2 separate regions of the Athene noctua genome follow, and region 2 is linked to region 1. The links are chromatin contacts, called in public Hi-C maps. All regions are on one chromosome and are shown on one strand. Each heading gives the region's core, a stretch centred on a gene start, on an enhancer-like site or on the middle of the called end of the contact. The rest is flanking DNA. Distances are from core to core; before and after follow the strand shown.

The links. A called contact is a pair of places that touch in the nucleus more often than the background predicts.
Region 2: a contact with region 1 is called in a Hi-C map of heart, with 1.8 times the contacts expected there. The contact joins the promoter of EIF5A2 here to the promoter of PLD1 in region 1. A contact is called at or near these places in 2 of 2 Hi-C or Micro-C datasets (heart and liver).

The regions. Positions count from the first base shown.
Region 1 is chr8:24,145,129-24,150,408 of bAthNoc1.hap1.1, forward strand. PLD1 (phospholipase D1) reads left to right here and starts at 1,964. Exons shown (of 26, transcript XM_074911679.1): 1 at 1,964-2,055.
Region 2 is chr8:24,415,677-24,420,956 of bAthNoc1.hap1.1, forward strand. It overlaps EIF5A2 (eukaryotic translation initiation factor 5A2), which reads left to right and starts at 2,948. Exons shown (of 5, transcript XM_074912210.1): 1 at 2,948-3,101; 2 at 3,468-3,664; 3 at 5,168-5,272. The coding sequence starts at 3,500.

The DNA.
Region 1 (5,280 bases), core at 714-3,213:
CATTAACTGAACTAAGGTTTACGGATTTGTAAAGATTTGCCAGAATTCAGCCAGGCAGTTGCATAGGTGATGAGCGCTGAAATGAGCACCGGGCGGGTGGGCAGGGGATGTCTGTGGGGAGAGTCACTCTCCTCTGTGTCTGAGATGTCCCCTCCCCGTACCAACGCACGTGGAGAGGCGCGCAGGGACGGGAGATGAGGGGGTGCCTGCGGCAGGCAGAGGAAGCTGTGGAGTCAGCAGAGGTGAGGCTGGAGAAAACGGCAGAGATGGGGCGTCCTGGGCAGGTGGGTGCCTTGATGGACGCTCCCCGTGCTGTCTGTCCACTGATTCCATCCCGTATGTTGGCGTTAGCATGAAACCTCTCCACGGTGTGGGGTAACGTGTCCCTCTCAAGCACGGCTTTGCCAGCTCTTTGGGGTGGAAGGGTGATGCCAGTGATACAGGGGGACGTTTTGTATTTCCCATCGCCCCTGTTCTTTGGTGCAGAGCTCCACCCTGCTTTTCTCCGTTGCTTTGTTCTCTCATGACGCTGAGTGTTAGAAATGTCTGTGCTTTTTTCCTTGCTCAATACAGAAAGCACTGGTGAGCCACCCTGACTCACAGCTCTTCTTAGATGCTGAGTGGAGCAATGTTTGAGCTCAGCAGCGTGAGTTGAAGGAAGTTGCAATGCTACCGGGAACCCACCTCAAATTTCTGTTTGATTTTAAACATGAAGCACATCACTCAAGCTGTTTTCAACCATGTCATAGTAAATGCAGTGTAAAGGAGCTGAGGCGACGTGCTGCAGGTGTGCCCACAACCAAAACGGGTACTGCGCTGGTGGAGAATGTGGAGATGCTTCAATACTGCACTGCCACAACAGGGGTAGAGTCTGTCTCTGCATTAGCAGTGACCAAAGTCACGTTATTTACCTCATGTAGATTTGAGGACCATGGTTCGGTTCCTCACCGTTAAAAAAAAATCCTTTAAGGAAGAAAAATATCGTGATGGCCATATTGAAATCTTGCTGTAGAGCCAGAAGCGGGAACACTGAATTCCCTGGAAAAAGTCACCAAAATGTCCCCTGTACAGCTGCGGCGATGGAAGCTGTAGCACTGCAGACAGGTTTCAGGCATTTTACCAGCATGCCAGTATGTGAGACTGTTATAGCTGTTTAACGTATGGAGGGTTTTTGCTTCTCCGCTTGTCAGTTCAACACTTCTATAAGCAAAAACATTTTCCCTCTTGCTAAAAAATCTGCTCCTTTGCATATTAAAAAGGGCATATAGGAAGTAACATGAAAAATGCAGCATATGCAGGCGAGTACTGCTCAGATACAAACAATATGTGACCATAATTATTAGGTTGTCTTATCCTAAAAATAACATTGCACGTGTATTTAATTCATTGTTAATTTGCACTGACTTTTTCATTTGTTCCCCTCGCCAAATGCAATTTCTTGGCGGCGGTAAGCTGGCTTCTCCTTGTTGAAGTAACTGGGCTTCTGCGAGAAGAGTACAAAAGGGGAAAAACTGTGTTCCCTGGGAAAGCTGTATTTCCATGAGCGTGGAGCAAATCACTTTGAGTCCTTGGACTTGCAGGGCTGTGAAGTTGAAATTAAAAAAAAAAAAAAAAAAGCAGACTTTCTCCTCACTGTTAATGGATCATTTCTTGATTTTTTTTTTTTTTTTTCCCCTCCTTTAATAAGACGTACCCACCATAGAAAAAAGGGGCAGAACCCGCTAAACCACCCCGCCCTTTCCCTCCACCCTTCCTGCCGGTATCCCAGTCTCTCCTCAGCTGGGGGGAGTGGTTTCCCCTAATTATCCAGAGCCCATAGGCTGGAGTGCCTGGAGGTGGGTCACGCTCCCCGCTGCCGAGGGGGCCAGCCTCGATGCTGGAGCCCAGGGGCCGGCTGGGCGGTGCCGGGCTGCGGGGCCACGGCCGGGGCCGGGAGGGTGGGGTGGGTGGGAAGGAGGATGAAGAAGTAGAAGAAGAAGAAGACGACGACGACGGCGACGCGGTCGTGCCGGCCCTGACAGCGCCATGAGGCTCCCGCTTGCCCCGGGGCAGGAGGTTGGTAGGGAAAAGCTCCGGGGGGTTTGCGGGGCGGCGGGGGTGCGCTCCGCGGGGTGCGCCGGTTCCCTGCCGTGGCGGGGGGTGGCTTTGGGGCAGAAAAAGGCGGTTATTTAAGCACAGCACGGGTTTTTTTGTTTTCTTCGAGTTAAGTCCCTGCTCGGGCTCTTCGCTGAGGCTGGGCAGCAAACTTTGCCAAGGGGAGGTGTTTATCAGCCCCGTAGGACGTACTTGGGTTGATTTACTGATTTTTTGATGCCTTGCACCGGGTGGGTTTGGACCCGGTGAGCGCCGCGCCGGCCTGGAGTCAGCCGCGGGGGGTTGGGGGTGGGCGCTGGACATCTGCTGCGAACTTCTGCGTTGCTGAGATGTGTCTGGCTGGTGCGACTCCAGAGCCGTGTCTCTGCCCTGGCCCTTCCAGCAGCCGCAGTTTTGGGGTAAACTGGAGAGTTTCCCAACGTGTGCTGGTAGCTGGCTGCCACAACCCGTTCGGCCGAGCTCCCGGTTCCATTCCCTGCAGTGAAAGCCTTTTCTGCCTGGTGCTGTTTTTCTTTATTTGGCTCTTCCAGGGAAGCTCTTCCTTGCCCCAGATCTGCCCTGGGCAGACTCATGCCGGCGCAGCTCCGGTGCCTGTGGGAGTGTTTCCCCTGCGTGGTCCGGGCTGACACGGGCTCTCTGCACACAGCAGGACAAAACAAACTGTGTCCAGGTCTGCGTGATCTCCAGGTCCCTCCTTTAAGTAAATCTGCACGATGCCTCTGAAGCCATCGGCGTTGGGTGGCTGGCTGGGGGACGAACGCTGATAGTTTAACGGGGCGGGTGAAGCTCGGTTAGTTTGGGGTTTGGTTGGACGTGGTAAGTCATGGGATGTCACGGCCGGTGTGTCCATGGCTGCTGGGACAAATGCTCTCTGTTTGCAGCTCGGGGGGTGGGAGCTCTTTCTCGAGTGTCTTTAATCGCTTAAGAATTCACGTTTTCCTTCTCATGCCATCTCTGGCATTTGATAGCGTGAGCGCACGCCAGAGACTTGCAGATAACCGGGGAACTTAATTTCTGACCACCTCTTCCCATGACGCTCAGGAGTGTTAGCTCCCTGGCTTGGGTCTTGTGCCCAGATCCTGCCCAGCTTCGCCAGAAGTTGGGAAGCTCCAAATTTAAGCCCTGGGCTACCCTTCCTTTTCAGCTTGTCATTTGTCTGTGCTCTATTTACTGTGAAGATACAAAAAGCCCTTTCCTTCAGCATAAGTGTTCCCGTGCGATGCTGAGCGCTGCCCGAGGATGCTGGGATCCCTGATCCTTGCTCGGGGGATGGGTGCTGAGGCTGGTGCAGGATGGTCACCGCCAGCCCCCCTTGTACAACTGCTCTGCTCTGCCCTGTGCTCGCCTGGGGCTGAAAGGGGCGCTTTCTTCTTTCTTTGCTGTGAGATACCACCAAACACGTAAAATCAGTATTTTTTTTTGTGGCAGGGAAGTGTGTCTGGCCTTCCCTGGGGCTGGGGGTGCAGCATGTGGGAGACCTGCAGTGCCCACACCGCCGCAGTGTCCCCATCACCCGTCTTCATGTGGGGCTGAGCTGGCTGGGGGGGGGGCTGCCCCCAGTGCTGCCCTTCCTGCTGGTGAGGGGCAGCCCCAGGCTTGGTCAGAGCTTCCTGGGGGAGAAGGTTGAGGTTTATCAAAACAGGCTGGGGAGAAACCCAGATCCCTCTGAAAAGACCTATGAAAATTTACAGAGATTCCTGCAGACTCTGGTTCAGCTGATTCAATGGAAGTTTATCAAAAGGTGTGTCTGTTTAATTTTTATTTAGCTAAAATTTAACTTTCCCACTTGGAGAAGATTACAGGGTCTCACTTCAGTACTCATTTGCACGTTCCACTTTGTCCAGATACATAACATCTTCCTTTTCAGGATTATTAAAAATTAGTGTTGAGGCTCCAGTCTTACTGGAAAAGACTTAATTAAGTGAGTTCTCCTGGGGGCTCTCATGCTCTTTTTATGTTGAGAGGCTTGAACTTCTGCCACAAATAATGCTCTTGCTGGCAGGTGTCTCCTGACCTCTCACAGCTGAGGAAGAGTTTGCTGGGATTGGAATTGCAGCTTCTTTAAACTGCTGGAGATACTGCTTTACATATATAAATGAAATTCTAAGCGCTAGGTAGGTAATTGTTGCTGGTGAAATCATTCTTTCATGAAGTGGACTGAAATCCCATGCCTCACCTAGACATTTTTACTGCTTAATAGTAGCAAAGTTGTAAAGGCTTGTGTAACATTGTTATCCCCTGTAATTTATGGAGTGCTCTTTAGACTGCAGGTGTGTCTGCAGTAAAGGAAAGATCCCTTGTTTTACAGTGGGTCTGCTCTCCAGCACTGATTTGAGAAATCTCGTCCTTGATAAACCATGCAGAGAAGTGCAGTTGTGTCTCCTCTGTCTCTTAGACATGAACTGAACTTGGGTTTTTACAGTCATTCCTTTTCTGGTATTGATTTAAAGCAAGTTAGCAAATCTGCAGGGGAAGAAATGTCAAGGGAATGCATTTAATTGCCACTGTTGCCATAAATTTTATTCCCTTGAAATCATAAAGAAGATATTGGTTATTACTGTTTATACAAGCTTCTAGGTTTATCATCTCTACCTAGTGAATGTACCAAAGCAGAAATTCAGTCTCTGAAATAACCAAAGCCCCAGAGTACTGCAGCAACCCCCCCGTACTCTGTTATGAGAAGCACCTTTCTCTTGCCTTTGTTGCAAGCAGGTAATCCCTTAATTTTTCACTGGAGCAACTATTTTGCAGCAAATCACTTAAAAAATAATAAAGAAAAAGTTTGGGTGTGAATGAGCACAGTACAGCAGCCCTAAATCTGTGTAATGGAGCTGAGGAGTCAGTTTTGTTTTCTTCTGAGTGTTGGGTTGCCGGAGTGTACAGTATCAGTAAGTACCTGATCTTAGCTGAGGGTGAGAGCAAACACTGCATGCTTTTTCCTCCTATTGTCTAGCTCACAATGATGGTGTGTTTTTTAACTTGCTCTCACATGTCCTGTACTGTGGAAACACTTCTGCAGGGACCAGGAGAAGATTGGTCATGGCTGTGTGACTGACAGAAGTTGCAGTTAGATTCTTGTTTTAATTTCCCTTCACAAAACCTTGGAGAGCTTTTTTTTCCTTTCTTTCCAAAAAGAAGGGTTTTTTTGGTCCTTATTCAGGTGCCTCTTGCCACGCTTTTTTGCAC
Region 2 (5,280 bases), core at 1,698-4,197, 270 kb after region 1:
GGTGTTTCAGACACGTTTGGTGGTTGTGCGGGCCGCAGAGCGGGAGGGGTGACGACACAGCAGCAATACTGCGGTAGTTTTTAAGCCTCCCAGGGCATGCAGCCCCTAATAATTGTAGGAACCATCCAGCATTTCAGAATCCCTTTCTCAAGGCCGATATAAAGGCAGAGTGAGTCACTGGCACAGCATTTGTTCCTCCTAGGAAGCAGAAGGTGAATGGCAGGATTAAAGCAGTGCCTGGAGCAGAGTGGGGTGCCTATGGCAAGGTCACTGCAGAGGCTCTTTAATCTGGCTCACGCTACACAGAGAGAGTGTAGGTAGGAGCTCAGAGGGTCTGCTGAGCACAGCACTGTCGTTTGAAGGTGGGGATCATTGGTCCCCAACCCCTCGTGTGTCCTCCTGCTCGAGGCTGTGCCCAGAAGCCAGTTGAACTCTGACTCGCAGCAGTCAGGACATGTTGGTGGGATCCCGGGCAAGATAGCTCAGCAGTTGAAACAGAGATGCTTGCTCAAGTTGGAATAGGGTTGTTTACACTGCTTTGCTCATGACCTGTCATTGCTTATCTCCTGACCTGAACTGAGTCTTGCTGAATGAGCCTCCCCCTGCTTTCCCATGGTGCTCACCCAGCACTGAGGGGAACAAGCCTGGGTAAGCTGCTCACCACTGCTCTGTGACTGGCTTTCTCTCAGCTAGCCTGCAGGGCTCTCCCGCAGGGCTCGTGTGGTGTAAGCACCAGCTCCTGAGTTCCAGTGGGTTTGCTGGAAACAAGGTGGAATGTTTGCCCCAGTGCTGAGTGAAATCCATACTGTTGAGGCTAGGCTTTAATGAGGTGCTTTATGGTGTTGGACATTTCTCCAGAACATAACTGAGAACAGATACAACTTGCTCACTCTAAAGCTTCTAAAAGTTTTCTAATCCCTGATCACTTCTGCAATGCAATTCATATAAAGATTTAGGAGAACCAAAGCTTGGTAACATATTGAGTCTACTCAAAAGGAAGTGTGTATGTCTGATCCATCTGTGCAACACTGTAAAGGAACTACATTTAAATGTAAAAGGCCATGATATTTACAAAAATGCTTTGAAATCAAATTGCTTTTGTTGTATAGAAAAGTGGGATAATCACATTAGTACTATCAAGAAATACACTTTAGAAAACAAATGTTGATCCAGACAAAGGAATGATGCCTGTAAGCTAATGACTGATGGAGCTGATTTCCAATTTTTTAATTGAATCTGGGATAAAGGCTGCCTTGGAATATTTGTTTTGTGTCTCAGAAATAAATATTATCTCCAGCTGCACTTCAGTGAAAGACTTGATTTAGTCCAGAAGATCTCTCAAGTCAAGTCATCCAAAATGAAACTGTTAATTGTGGAAAATCAACCAAATTTATAATATGATACTTGAGGGGAAAAAAATTATCTGTAGTGCTTAGCCCCAGCCTGCTCCAATTTGGGTTCAGAACAGTTGATAGTTCTCTCACAAAGTATTTTATTTGAAGAGGAAAAAAAGCCCTAGAGCACGTGCAACTAGTCATATACTTGCAGGTAAATAAACACACACTGCACATGTAAAAACACTTAACAGAATGCTCCGGACTCTGCTTATCAACTGACACAGAAGAAAAATGGGCAGTTCCCCAGGATAAAGCGTATCATCTTTAGAGCGGGCTGGGTGAGACAGCACCCACTGAACGCCCTGGTAACAGAGGGGAGCCCCCATCTTGACCTGCTGAAGCATTATAAAGGGCCAAACCTATCTCTTTGGTTACATGCTGTACCACCTGGAGTGGGATCTATATAACCAAGGATGGGACCACAGGCAAACAGATTTCACAGCTTAACACAAATTAAATAAAAGACCCCCTGACATACCATTAAAAAATGTGATGTTAAATGTGACTCGTGTAGCAACCTGATTAGAACACAAACAAGCTCAGGATCTCCAGCAGAAAACGTAGGACAGCACATTGCAGCCCGTGGTGCCGATGGCAGAGGCCGGCTCTGATAATGCTGTCACACACGTCACTGAATTTCTGCGTTTTTCTGTTTGTCTGGTGTTCATAAGTGATCCGCATGACACACCACAGGGCTGGGCCCCATCCACCAGCAGCTCCACAGAAGAGTCTTCAGGTGACATTGGCCAAACAGCTGAAGGTATTTTGGCCTCTGACTTGGAGAGTTTTAACAAAAATAAGCATTTGGCCCTGTTTTGCTCAGAATCCACCTGTGTGGCTCGTGGCTGCTTTCATCACCACACCCCTCTCCTCACACAGCGCAGGGGGTGGATGCCAGAGGCTGTAAGGGGTAGGGCACGGAGCCATCTGAGTCTCATTAATGAGAACAAGCTTTCACCTCGGCTTCTTGGAGACTTCAGGCCCTTTTGACTGATTTCTGGGTGCTCTCCTTCCTGATTATTCTGAAAGGGGAAACATCAAGCGGACAAATGAACTTTGTGCCGACCGTTAAGCACATCTCACGAAGGAGCCTTATTCCACCAGGCTTTACAAACACCCGTTTCTTCTCCAATTCGTTTAAAACCTACTCGTGCCGCCGGGAAGCCACCTGACCGCCCGCCCTTCAGGGGCAGAGGCCTCCGGGGCCGTCCCGGCGACAAAATGGCGGGGGAAGGCGCTGGGGAGGCGGTGCGTGGCGCCGCTTGGCGGCAGAGCGCGAGCGGGGCGCGGGGCCGCGGCGTTGCCCCGGTAGCAATGGCGGCGGCGGCGCCGCGAGACCGGCGCGAGGGCGCGTTGAGCCCAACCGCTTCCCGTAGGCGCCGGCGAGGGGCGGAGCGAGCGCGCGGGAGGGGGGGGGAGGAACGCGGGAAGCGCCCCCAGCACGTGGTCAGCCGGTGGGGAGGGGGGGGACGCGAGGGGGTTGGCCCCGCCCCCTCGGCGCGGGCCGGGGGCCGCGGGCCAATGGGCGCGGCGGCCGGCGGAAGCGGGAGGGCGGGGCTGAGCGGTGCGCGGTGCGCGCGCTCCCCGCCGCCCCTTCCCGCCGGCCGCCGCAGTGGTCGGGCGCGTGTGCGCGGCGCCGTGCCCCGCCGTGCCCCCGCCCTGCCCTGCCCCGGCCCCACCGGCCTCCCCGCCCGGCCTTGTAAGGTAAGAGGGGCCGGCGGCGCCGCCGCTTGGGCACAGCGCCCGGGGCTGCGCGCCGCTGGGCCGCCGCGGGGAAGTGCGGGTGAGGCGCGGCGCGGGCGCTGCCGCCGCCACCGGAGGGAGGGGGGCTGTGGAGAGCCTGTGGGCCTCGGCACGTGGCGGGGCGCGCGGCGGCTCCCTGCCCGCCGGGCACGTGTGGCGGAGCGAGGCGGGCCCGCCCCGCCCCACCCCCGCCGCCGCCCCGGGGCGCCGCCATCGCGCTGCCCTCGCCGGGGGGGGGGTAGGGGGGTTGGTGCCTGGGTCGGGGTTCCTCGGCCTGGCCCTTCCCGCCGCCGGGGCTCTGAACCCGACGTTCTCGCTTGCGTGCAGCCCCCCCCACCCCCCCCTCCCTCCCCACCGCCATGGCCGACGAGCTGGACTTCACCACGGGCGATGCCGGCGCCTCCTTCACCTACCCCATGCAGTGCTCGGCGCTGCGGAAGAACGGCTTCGTGGTGCTCAAGGGGCGCCCCTGCAAGATCGTGGAGATGTCCACCTCCAAGACGGGCAAGCACGGCCACGCCAAGGTGAGCGGTCCCGGGCGGGCTCGGCGAGCCCCGGTCTGTCGCGCAGCCCTCAGCGTGTGCTCCTGCGGCCCCCGGCCCTCCGAGTGGCACCGCCGGTAGCTGCGCGGCTGGCCGGGAGGGAAGGGTGTCGCGTTTCGTTTCGCAGAGGGTTCTGTATCCTGCCTTTGCTTTTCTCGCAGCAGTGTCTCGCGTGTCTCTTCGCTCTAAAGCTGGCTCGAGGGTTTCCAGTAATGTCCGGCAGGAAGGGTTGAGGACAGGGGGTTGGGTTGTTATTTTTTTTTTTCTCCCAACTTGTTAAAAAAGCTTTAACGCTGGTAGTAATAAAACCTTTTTCTGTAGTGGGGGTAGAGTAAGTTCTGGAAGGGGGGACTGATGAAATCACTAGGGCGTGGTTGGATTGTGCTGTCGCTACCCACCAAAGCACTCTCGTGTCTGCCCGTGCTAGCAGACTCACTATCGCAGGGCTGGATTTAAGTGCTTACTAGAAGTGCCCGTGCTCAGTTACATAATCCAGCAGAGCTCAGCGAACAATCGTTACCTATGTGGGCCTGATCTGGCCCTGTTTTGCTAGCTTGCCTTGCTGCTTCTTTCCTTTTTTTCAGTACTGGAGTACCTTCCCCCTCCTGCGTCCCAGCAGGGACGTTCTTAGGCTGCTGTCTGAGCCTGCAGTCCTGCTGTCTGAGCCTGCAGTCCTGCTGCCTAAGCAGTTGGCTTATGCAGCTCTCCAGAGCTTGGACCAGGGCTAGACTCCCCCTTCATTCATTCAGCAACGCTTTATGGTGGATATATTAAAGTTTGGAGACAGATCTATTACAAGCACGGACTAACTAGATTTGAAAGTTAACACAACCTTGTAGAATACGTGTAGGTGGGTAAAGTATTTAAGATTTGACAAAGCTAGAGTGTACCAAGCCCTTGCCAGTTTTTTTTCTTTCTCTCTCCCCTTGTTTTTTTATGGCTTGTTTTATTAGACAGATCCAGTTTTCTTAAATACTGAAACAGTTGTAAGATTGGAGGGACCTGAGAAGAGCAGGCTATGAACTGGTAATCTAAGCTAACTGCAGCAGACAGTTGCTGCTGGCATAAAGGGAGGTGGGAGCTGTTTTAATCCCTGTGCATGACTGCTTCTTCTTTTCCCCTTAATCTTCGTGTTGTCACAGACACTTGTGTTTCTCAGAACAGCTCGAACTTGAAGTAAATGTTTTCTTAACTGCCGCATACTCTGAGCTCTAGCTTGTTGCTGTAAAACTCCAGAAGGTTGTGGCTGTGGAAGATAACAGTGGCTGCTCTTGGTTCTCATGTACTGTTTCTGTAGTGTGCTGTGAAAGGGTGAGAGAGGTCTCTCGGTGCTTGGGCTGCTTTCATACTGCAAGCGAAGGGTCTAGGCAGAATCAGGTATTACATGTGATCTTAGAAAACTGGAACCAGCAATACTGATGGCAGTGGCATCTTGCTTCTCTAGGACCCATAGTAGTAACTGCTGTTATTTTTCTTCTCTTACAGGTTCACTTGGTTGGTATTGATATCTTCACTGGTAAAAAATATGAAGATATTTGCCCATCCACTCATAACATGGATGTTCCAAATATCAAGAGGAATGATTATCAGGTGAGTTA